3 separate regions of the Danio rerio genome follow, and all the other regions are linked to region 2. A link is a contact called in public Hi-C and HiCAR-type data. All regions are on one chromosome and are shown on one strand. The core of a region is the stretch at or near the end of the contact, and the rest is flanking DNA. Distances in the headings are between cores, read along the strand shown. Region 1 holds the start of znf827 (zinc finger protein 827). Region 2 holds the start of mmaa (metabolism of cobalamin associated A). Region 3 holds the start of lsm6 (LSM6 homolog, U6 small nuclear RNA and mRNA degradation associated).

Region 1 (3,382 bases), core at 803-3,302, 190 kb after region 2:
TTGATCTGAACTACAGGTGAATAAAATGAAAAGTTAACACTTAATGATGTACACGTGTTATGGCTTTATTAAGAACACTTTATGAACACAAAAAAGCAAACAGGAGGCTTGAGGGCAGGAGAAAATAAAACCCTGACTTTCACAATAAAAGCCCCTAAAGGTACAGCTTTTGCTGGTTAATGACTATGTGCATAAAGATGCACTGTAACTGTGTTATTACAGGTTTATGTGCTATTTCAAGAATCTCAGTTTAAAAAGTTTCTTTACAGCAAAAATTCCATCACAATTATAATGCAGCATACTTGCAAACCGCGCGCACACACGTCCCCTGATGAATGACAACACTTATAAAGTTGTATTAAGAGCATGCTATTATAGGTATATTTAGGATATTCTTCAGAAATCTGTAAAACATTCATCAAGCATTAACCCAACATAACCACATTCACTAATACTACAAAAAAATGTGATTTGCTTTATTTTATTTCAAAGCATTTCCAAGCAGGCTACTCTGAATTGAACTACCGCTGAAGAACTCTTTAAACTGAGCACAAACCACCGTGACAAGGTAAGTGGATGTAAACAAACGTGTTATGGAGCACACATTCCACAGTGTAAAGCAGCTAAAATACAAACAGGGGACTCCAGAGAGCAGCAAACTCTCAAAAGATAACATCCCTGACTTTCAAAAAAGTCTCAAAAGGCGCCGTTTCGCCGACACGCATGAAGATGCATTACGAGCGCTCGCTTTCGTGCACTTAAAGCGCCACAGAGCCACATTTCGCCAATTCCTCTGATCAATGTTTTCCACACTGTACAGATCACGTCCCCTCTAGCGGCCGGCACACGCAACTGCAGCCGTTATTAGCGAGCTGATAAAAGCACAATGTTAACATCCAGCTACACAGGGTCAAATGAACAAATATCGCGATTAGTAATTCCAAGCGCAACGCGCGCAACGCAGCGGCTGCCGCAAGGTTCGAGTCGAACGCGCTTCGACGCGAGAGAAAAACGCGTTTCGCCTTTGTGCGTTATTGATCGCAGATTGTCTGCAATGAATGGCTGCATGAGGAAGGAAAAAACCCTGAACTTCAGGTGACCGACCATGGCTTTGACACAGGCAGCCTGCAGACACGAACCCCACTGAACTGGGAGGGGTGGAAGAAAATACCTCAGCTTAAAAAAATCCCGCTCGACAAACGAAAGAAAGAAAGAAGGAAAAAAAAAGTCGCGGACAAACACACACTTTCACATACGACCGCGGAAGGCGGAAAGTTGGTCGAACGTGTTTCGGGTGCATTTTTAAGTTGCGGGCTGCTGCTAGATAGCGCCGGAGCTAAGTAAAGGCAGGGGCACGGATGGAAGGCTGAGTCTGGCTCTCAGTCTGATCCGACTGACCCTTCATTTTATTGCGGCCAGATCCTCAGATCCTCCCCTTTCCCTTCCGCGCGACTCTGCCTCGCTCGCACGGACACATATAAGAAAAGACGCGCGGCCATAAGCGCCAAATAAGCGGCGATAACGCGAGCTTTACTGGCCGCAACCTTTAGGCGGAACGGGACCTTTATCGATTATCTGCAATTAAAGGCACCGCTAGTGCGCTCGCTCCGCTAGCCCCCTCATCGCCAACATGGCTGCCTAGCACAGACCTAAAAAAGGAGAAATAACCTCCGCCGTGCCTTTGTCTGTTTCACCTCTTTAACCCTAAACTACTGCGCAAAACACACAGAGACGCGCTAAAATCGCGCGGAACGAGAAAACGACTTACGTGAAGGCAGGCGCTTGGGTTGCTCCTGTTTCCTCCTTGGCATTTTCCCCCTTTTATCACATTCTCCTTCTTGTTTAGGGATATGAAGAAAAAAGGTCTTTTCCCATTGAAATTTTGCGAGGGAGCCTGATGGCAGGGACTTGTCGTGCACCTGGCTGTCCTCGGTTAAGTGTATTGTTGGGAACAGGGAAGAGTAGAGGAGGAGGTGCTGTTGTTGTTGCCGTGTCTTGACTATGGCTGCTCTCTGTAAGTGTGTGTCTCCGAGCCCCTAACTAACACTAATGCAGGGATCAAAGGGCAGCAACAGCAGAGCACACACACGCACGCACGCACACACACACTCACACGCACACGCTCTCACACACACACACTCGCTCACTCACTCACAGAGAGAGGAGCTCGCCCGACAGAGAGACGAGAAAGGGACAAGGTGCCCCCAAGCTTTCAGGGTGTATACTTGACTGACCACGAAGGATTTTTTTTATTCGTTTATAAAATGGATTCTGACTGATGAATATTAAACGGGGTGGGGGAAAATCTTCACGTAACATACGCTCTTTATCAACGTGATGTAATGATTTACACGTAAAATCAGATTTAAAATGACGTATAATATTTTACGTTTATCATTTTTTTTGGATTCTACAAATGTAAAACTGAATTTACTGTAATACTTTTTGCTTGTTGACATGAACTAACAGTGAAAAATACTTTTATAACGCGGCTGTTCATATTTTAACTTCAGCATTTATTAATATGTTATTACAATCCAAGAGTTTATCAATGAATGTAGTATTTGACTATGCAAGTGGCCATTGCTAGTAATACTAATTCATGCATTTCATGATTAAAATCAACTAGTAACGAGACATTATTGTATAGAGTTGTCAAATAAAAAAAATAACTGTATTTTATTACTTTTTGTTATTTTTATTGTATCTCACAGCTTTCTTATGACAACAACAACGAAGATGATGATTATTGTAATAAAAAATTAAATCACCAAGCAATTAAATAATGACTGTAACAATTCTTCTATTCATTGTTAATGTGTTAAGTAATGGGATTTTATCGTAAAGTGTTACAAAATTAGTTTATTACAATTTTAAAAATAAGTTTTGTTAACTAAATACTTATAATTTTAAAATAATACGATTTGATAAAAAATATAAATGTTACAGTTAATGTTATGTAATGCACAATAATAATTAATTATAAATATATTAATAAGTATAACAATTTTAAACTTATATTTATACTTTTTAACTTGTTGAATTTATTATATTATATTATTTTATATTATATTATATTATATTATATTATATTATATTATATTATATTATATTATATTATATTATATTATATTATTTTATATTATATCAGCCCTTCCAGCCGCAACCCAACACTGGGAAAATCCAGACACTTTCATTCACACACATACACTACAGCCTATTTACCTTATTCAATTCACCTATAGTGCATGTATTTGGACTTGTGAGAGAAATCTGAGAACCTGGAGGAAACCCACGCCAATACGGGGGGAGCATGCAAACTCCACACAGAAATGCCAACTGACCCAGTCTAGGCTCGAACTAGTGACCTCCTTGCCATGAG
Region 2 (3,363 bases), core at 224-2,723:
CAATTTGTGACAGTTTGCATATTATTTCAGAACATTAATCCTTTCAGAATTGAAATTTCATTCATGAATTTTTAGCATGTTTGATTAGTCTGACCGTTTAAATAAGAACTTGAATTATGTTAAATGAGACAAAGTATAACACATAAATATAGTTAGTTAGGCAGATAACTAACTAATGAGACCAAGAAAAATTCAGATTTTAGAAGAACATTTCTGATGACATTTTCAGAGAAAACTGCATCTGAACTCTTCAAATGCTTAAAGCTATATTGATTTTGTTTTCTTTTTTCGTGATTAAGTCCAGTCATGCAAAAAATAAAGAGATTTACCGTTAGTGGAAGGTTCTGCCTCAGCGTACGTCCTGCGTCACCTCCTCACTCTGCTCCTGAATCTGCTGGTCTACTGATGAAGTGCCTTTCTGGTGGACACAATCCTCGACAGTGCATGTGTTATCGTACAATGGTTTGATCCAAAGAGGGAAATTGACAAATCACTATTTAAAAGAAAAACACACACAAAAACACGTCAACGCTATTAATAATACATATGTTTACAGACACAATAATGTTTAAAGCTATGACGATCATTTATATTACTTTAGTTACTGACATAACGTTACAACAAGTAGAAGGTTCTGCCTCTGCCTCCGCCTCCTGCTTTACCTTTTCTTTCTCTCACTCTGCTGCTCCCCATTCTCACCCTGAGCTTTCTTTACCAGGTTTTGGGCGAAGAAAGGAGAAACAGACCAGCTTCTTCCAAAATCTCCTTTTCTTTCGCCACTTCTCCCGGTCTCCTTACCTCCTGGTCTCTTCTAGCACCCTCCTCACTAACAGGACAGCTCTCATCAAGCTGGAGGGGATTCTTTTGATGCGATTTTCTTTATGGTTGCATCTCATTTTACAACCTCTTGAGGGCGCCAAACATCACGTTATCTGAACAGTGCCGACAGTAACAATCTAAAATTTCCCATTTATTTTTGTATTTATTTCTGCTCCTTCTAAAAATAAATGGAATTAAATTATTTGTTTGTAGTTATTAATCACATATTAATCATGATAAACTGTGTGTAAACTGTAAATAAATCTAACTATTTTTTAATCTATCTACCAAAGGTTTTTATCAAAATGTTTATGCCACAGATTTTTTTCCAATTGTTAATTGTTTAAATGTTTTTGATAAGTTAAAATAGAATACAATTTAAAAGGATCACTTATTTTACTTATTTTCATATAGATTTCGTCAAAATACGTATTTCATTTATTTCATAAAGAGTGTGGAACTTAAGCAAACAGAACTGAGCATCTGACCAAAAACATAGAAGTTAGCATCTTTATTCATTAGGATTATTTAAAAAAATAATAATAATAATCGGGTAGGTAATTATTATATTTTTATATATTGTTATTATTATTATATTATTATAATTCCCATTTTCGACAAGGGACTTTAACTTTGGAGAGAGAAAACTTTTATTTTTAAAAAAATTGGCATCCGCTTACACGACCTCAGCAGCAGCGCTGGTGTCACAGCTGACATGGAGAAACCACATGAGATACATGACTAAAGATTTCTCAAATTCAGCAATATCGCTAAATGAAGATAGAACCTGGAGTGTAGATGGAATTAAGGTTAAGATATGGTGTCAGAAAAGTTGGTGAGATTTGACTGTTATTGTTTTTATTCCAGATTGTCTGTCGTTTTGTCTTACACGACTTGAACACGCTTTCATTTCTGCAATGTTTACATGTTATGAACTGATGTTGTCGAAATTATTATTTTCCACCATAATATTTGGGAGTTTTTCTTAACGGCGTAAACTATATATAACGAACTAAAGGTATTTCGAAATTGTTAAAAACCAAGAGAATCAGAAGTGTAGTTTTACCGCTGGCACGTTAGTAAATTATTATTGCAAGTTTATTGTATGGTTAATAATTATAAGCAAGTATGGTAACTTTTAAGTCCCCTATACTTTGATTTTTTTTGTATTGATTGACTTCTTTTAAAGAGCTAGTAATTCAATTAATTAAAGTGCTATTTTATGGTATTTACTAGAATGTTGGACTGAAGTCAATTTAAGCAACCTAACAAATATAATAACAAATAAATAAGTTTTTTGTATTCTCTGAAAGATTTACTGCAGAAAATCTATTTTTCATTAACTACAAACATTTGTTCTCAAACTAGAGACATTGTAATTTACAACAATGTAATCTATTTCCTACTCTTTTGTCTGATTGACTATTATTACAATATAAAATTGACAATAACTGGGAATAGCAAAAAAATATTATTTCAATATTATTATTTTCTTTCTCAAATACAGTCAGTTAAATGTTTATTTTCAAAAGCCTTAATCTGTTTTATTTTATGTATTCTACTTTCAGACTATTCATTGTGGTCATTTGAAATGGAGAATTGTGTGTTTACTTATGTGCTCATATGTACCCAAGGCTCTTAACCCTTATGTACTGTTGGGGATGTTTTCATCCACTCTGGGATGATTTTGTGTCTTAATTTAGCCATAACCTTTCCTGTGTTTCAGCTAGCAGAATGATTTTTGGTGACAAATCTATTTTTAGACATATTTTAAGAAAATGCTTTGAATAAAAAAACAAAACAAAACTCAACAATACACTCTGGGCAAATTTACTACCCTTTGTTATGTTCGGGATGAAAACATCAATTGAATTAAACTGCTGTAAAAATGCATCAGATACATTTTTTGGTTCAAATCTGCTAATCAACCACAGTCCTGAGCAAAACTACTAAATTGTTTAGAAAACTATAGGATTTTAACTCCTTAATTTTCAAATTCATAAACAATGTTACTGATTTGGTGAAAAAACACACAAAATAACATATTTTCTATATAAAAAAGAAATTGGAAACTGCATTTCTTTCAACCTTTTACCACAGTCTTGTACATGTGAAGCAACATTGCCTTTGATGCATTGTTTTTGATTAATTTTTACTTTTTCCAGATATTTTCTCATGGTGGCGGTTTTTGCCCCATTGACTTTCATTTTAACCACATCTTTTTGATTACAAAACCATGACAACCTTATAATTATGCATTTTTTATTATTGATGGTTTTTCCTGTTGGCAAGTGATAAAACTTGTAATTTTTACTGTTGATCATCAGTCGGCACCATTATCTCTTTAGATAGGCATGTGCAAAAAAACAAACAAAAAAGCTTAGTTTCTGGATTTTAAATAGAGTATAAAAGCAAATTAAAGTGTTTATATGTGTGTCAGTGAGTGTGTGTCTGTGAGAGTGACCTGTGAAAAGAGTGTCTAAGAAAATAAAAATATCTATCTCAGCTCTCAGATCTACATGGAGTAAATAAAAACAAAGACTG
Region 3 (3,517 bases), core at 560-3,059, 240 kb after region 2:
TCATTTTTGATCAAGGCGACACTCCCCCCATCATTTCCACACTATTACCCCCATGCAGTGCAGGGATTAGGGAGCGGGAAGGGGAGGAGAAAAACTACATGCCGGCAGCCAATCTGGATTTCATTCGAAAACTCCCTTGAGGTTTTTCCATTATCCCCCCTCCATATCCAACTTGACCCGTAGAGAAAGCCCTGGCTCGCAAAGGTCAGCCTAGTCTAGACTCTCCTTTCCTCGAAGCAGCCTGCGGCAACCGACGGAGCCCCCTCCCCTCGCATCTGACACCCCTCAGCCTGACCCACCCCCAACCCTAGTGAAGCTGCCTCTGTAATCTTTTCATTTTTCCTCCACTCCCTCTCAGGTCTTTGGGGGCTTAGAAAGGTGAGGCGGGTTGTACCAGCAAATCAACTGTGCCACTGTCCATCTGAGCTCACCAGCGTCTTGAAGGCAGGGTGAAAACAGTCCCATCTGGCATCACTGGGCGGTTATTACCAACACGCTACTGTTTTCATAGGAGCTGTGGGGTTATTCACAGGCTTGCGGTGAGAGTGGATTGTCTGTGCTGACTGAGGAAAAGCAAATGCTTTTTTTATTTGTTCCCAGTCAAAATTTTATGCACATTCACATCAGTCTACAAAATGTTAAGTTGAAAACTTTTTGAAGGACAGCACATTAAGGTTAAAATGCCCTCTTTATGTGAGACGGACAGAATCATCTTCTACCAAGCAACAGGCAAAACTGAAAGATAAAAAGCTTGTGAAATGCTTTCTGTGTCTGTAGAGCTCTATTGTGTTTTATTCAGTATCGCTTAACAAGCCAAGCCATTCACGCTTTTCCAGTAGTCAAGAAAGCATCATAGTGCTTGTGTCAGCTTCCTTGTCATGATATTCCATATTTGTTTACAACTGAAAATCCCGGTGCTGTGTGCCACAACCGAAAAATCTGTAAACTCGTTCAATTTCTTTCCTTTTTTTCCTTAAATGAATGATTGCTTTGATAGGAAAATGCATTAGATCACATTTTTCTCTCTTAACCCTCCTTTAGGATGTGAACTCTGGCAACAAGGGGAAAAATACTCATTGAATATTCATTAACTCGTGCCTAGGTGTGTACACGGCTCTTAACCACACTTGTTTATGACTTAAGGACTTGTAGCGCTGACCTTAGTTTAACACAGCACCAGATACCAAATTAACCTCTAGCCTCCTCAGGGCTACCAATGCCCTGCTAACAAGCAAACTGTCTGGATGCGCCAGAAGTGCTTTATGATTCTGTCTCTCAGGTGCATCCCCTCCTCTGCCTGTGAACAAAAGACAGCTTTTTCTTCCCCATCTCCCTCTCTCTCTTTTGGCTATACAGGATCTTCTTTTTTCCTACATGTTTTAGCCACACCTCAACTACAACCTGAAGTTGCTTATTATACACAATGTACACAAAATACTTTGACAAACAGACAGACTATCTATCTATCTATCTATCTATCTATCTATCTATCTATCTATCTATCTATCTATCTGTCTGTCTGTCTGTCTGTCTGTCTGTCTGTCTGTCTGTCTGTCTGTCTGTCTGTCTGTCTGTCAGTCTAGGTTTCTATACGTCTGTTTGTTCGTCCATTTTTATCAGCTCATCTGTCATTCTTCTGTTTGTCTAACGATTTTATGTCCTAATGTAGCAAAAGCGACGATTCCCCGTCTTTACTGCCACCGTCGATCTGGCTCTTTTTTCCACTACGCATTCTTTGTCAAAGGAGATAACGCTATCTTGTCGGCTTCCGTACACTGGCTTTCTAACGAAGCATCTGGTTGGCTGAATGGTGTACACACCATGGAACTAGAATAAGCGGACGAGCTCATTGGTCAGCAGTCGCTCAGTCGAAACGTGCGGTTAACGTTGCTAAACGACATAGGTAAATAACGTTAAATGTTGTATGCTTTAATATAAGAATGCATTCGACGTTAGTGGGGTTTTAAAAAACTGCAGCACTGTAGTTACCTTGCTAGATATACGATGACACGTTTATTAAGTGATACGTTGGGTTGGAATGCTAGCATGCTAAATTAGCCGCTTATCGATAACGTTCACCGGCAATTTCCAAACAAATAAGGTTAAACCTCTTCTGGAAACCCCTTATGTGGTTTAAAATAAACGTCTTTAGTACGTTTTGTTGTTATTGTCACATCCTTTTTGTTAACAATGCAGCCATGGTTCATTTTTATAAGAGCTATTCATAAACTTCATTGTCATTCATTTTCAGCTAAAATGAGTCTCCGAAAGCAGACACCAAGTGATTTCCTGAAGCAGATCATTGGGAGGCCAGTGGTGGTGAAACTGAACTCTGGTGTCGATTACAGAGGTACAAACTGAAATATGCGGTTGTTTTTATGTTTGTATTTTACATTTATCATTTACAAGTTATCGAGGGTATGCATGAAGGGACTGATCATATTTGTTGTGTTGGAGGTAATAAAATAGGATGGTTTGGAAGTCAATCTTGAAGAAAACAACATAATTTCCTTATTGTAATTTATTACAAGTTCACTGCCACATGCAAGTTAAATATGGATAAAGTTGTGTCAGGTAAAGTAAGTTTTATATTCCAGGATTCAACGCTAAAGATTTTTTTTTTACTGGCCCGAAACTTTTCACTGGTCTGACCAAATATAACAAGTTACAGTTTTTCTCAGTGGCTTTGGTGCATTTCTCACAGCACTATTTACATTTGCACAACAGTTAATGCATTTCTCAAAATAATTAGTCATTTGTGCACATCCTATTAGCAGTTTCTCATTCCTTCCAACACATTGCAGATGCTTTTGGACATGCATCAATTACTTTCATACAACTCTCTGATATTTATAACATTATCATCTGCTTATGTCAACTAAACTTGTGAATTCTGAGTAGTCATTCCATATAAAACAAATAGTTTTCATTTCATTACTTGAGTCATTACATACAAAAATGTTGAACTAGTTGTCAAAATCTGTTAAGCAATATTTTATAAAAAAAATTAAATCTTTATTTTCCTGATAATGTCTAAAAAATTGAACAATTTCATGATTGATTTATAGACTTGTGTGTATTTTAGTTTCAGTTCCTATATGTTTTGCAATATTGTGTACAGTTGTGCACAACTCTACCCAAAGGGAGTTTGTTTGTTGTAAATAAGGGTGTATGTATTCTTTTGCACAATGGTGTGAATAAATTAGAATTGCAAAGAGTATATACAGTTAAAATGTGAAACATACATATTCAGTTTGTTGTACTCCGATTCCTCACTAAATGCAGTGATGTCTAACTTTACTGTAGTTTTCAAATGGCTGTGCAAATAGTATGCAGTGTTGTCTTGAGCATTTTCAGGAAGTGTCAACAAAATCTGACTTTTTTTGCATTGAAAAAATGTACAGAGTAAACTGTCATCATGAAAACAGGACAAAGCCATGTGACTATCTTGTTCATAAACAATGGTGTCAGGACTTTTCATTTTGATGATACTGGCACTTTGATTAACATCAATACT

Evidence for each region. Hi-C and Micro-C count contacts between places; a contact is called where the count stands out from the background. HiCAR-type assays count read pairs that join an accessible place to other places.
Region 1: a Hi-C map of hematopoietic stem cells shows a contact between it and region 2, with 4 times the contacts expected there. The contact joins the promoter of znf827 here to the promoter of mmaa in region 2. A contact is called at or near these places in 4 of 18 Hi-C or Micro-C datasets (caudal fin, embryo, hematopoietic stem cells and 1 more) and 3 of 4 datasets of contacts at active chromatin or transcription factors (caudal fin, embryo and gastrula embryo).
Region 3: a HiCAR-type map of caudal fin shows a contact between it and region 2, with 4 times the contacts expected there. The contact joins the promoter of lsm6 here to the promoter of mmaa in region 2. A contact is called at or near these places in 1 of 18 Hi-C or Micro-C datasets (caudal fin) and 2 of 4 datasets of contacts at active chromatin or transcription factors (caudal fin and embryo).

The regions. Positions count from the first base shown.
Region 1 is chr1:39,300,093-39,303,474 of GRCz12tu, forward strand. znf827 (zinc finger protein 827) reads right to left here and starts at 2,053. Exons shown (of 13, transcript XM_073952597.1): 1 at 1,769-2,053. The coding sequence starts at 1,811.
Region 2 is chr1:39,107,051-39,110,413 of GRCz12tu, forward strand. It overlaps mmaa (metabolism of cobalamin associated A), which reads left to right and starts at 1,474. Exons shown (of 7, transcript NM_001105112.1): 1 at 1,474-1,654. LOC137490024 (a long non-coding RNA gene) reads right to left here and starts at 871. Exons shown (of 9, transcript XR_012407181.1): 1 at 663-871; 2 at 330-493.
Region 3 is chr1:39,344,146-39,347,662 of GRCz12tu, forward strand. lsm6 (LSM6 homolog, U6 small nuclear RNA and mRNA degradation associated) reads left to right here and starts at 1,810. Exons shown (of 4, transcript NM_001002077.2): 1 at 1,810-1,903; 2 at 2,252-2,350. The coding sequence starts at 2,257.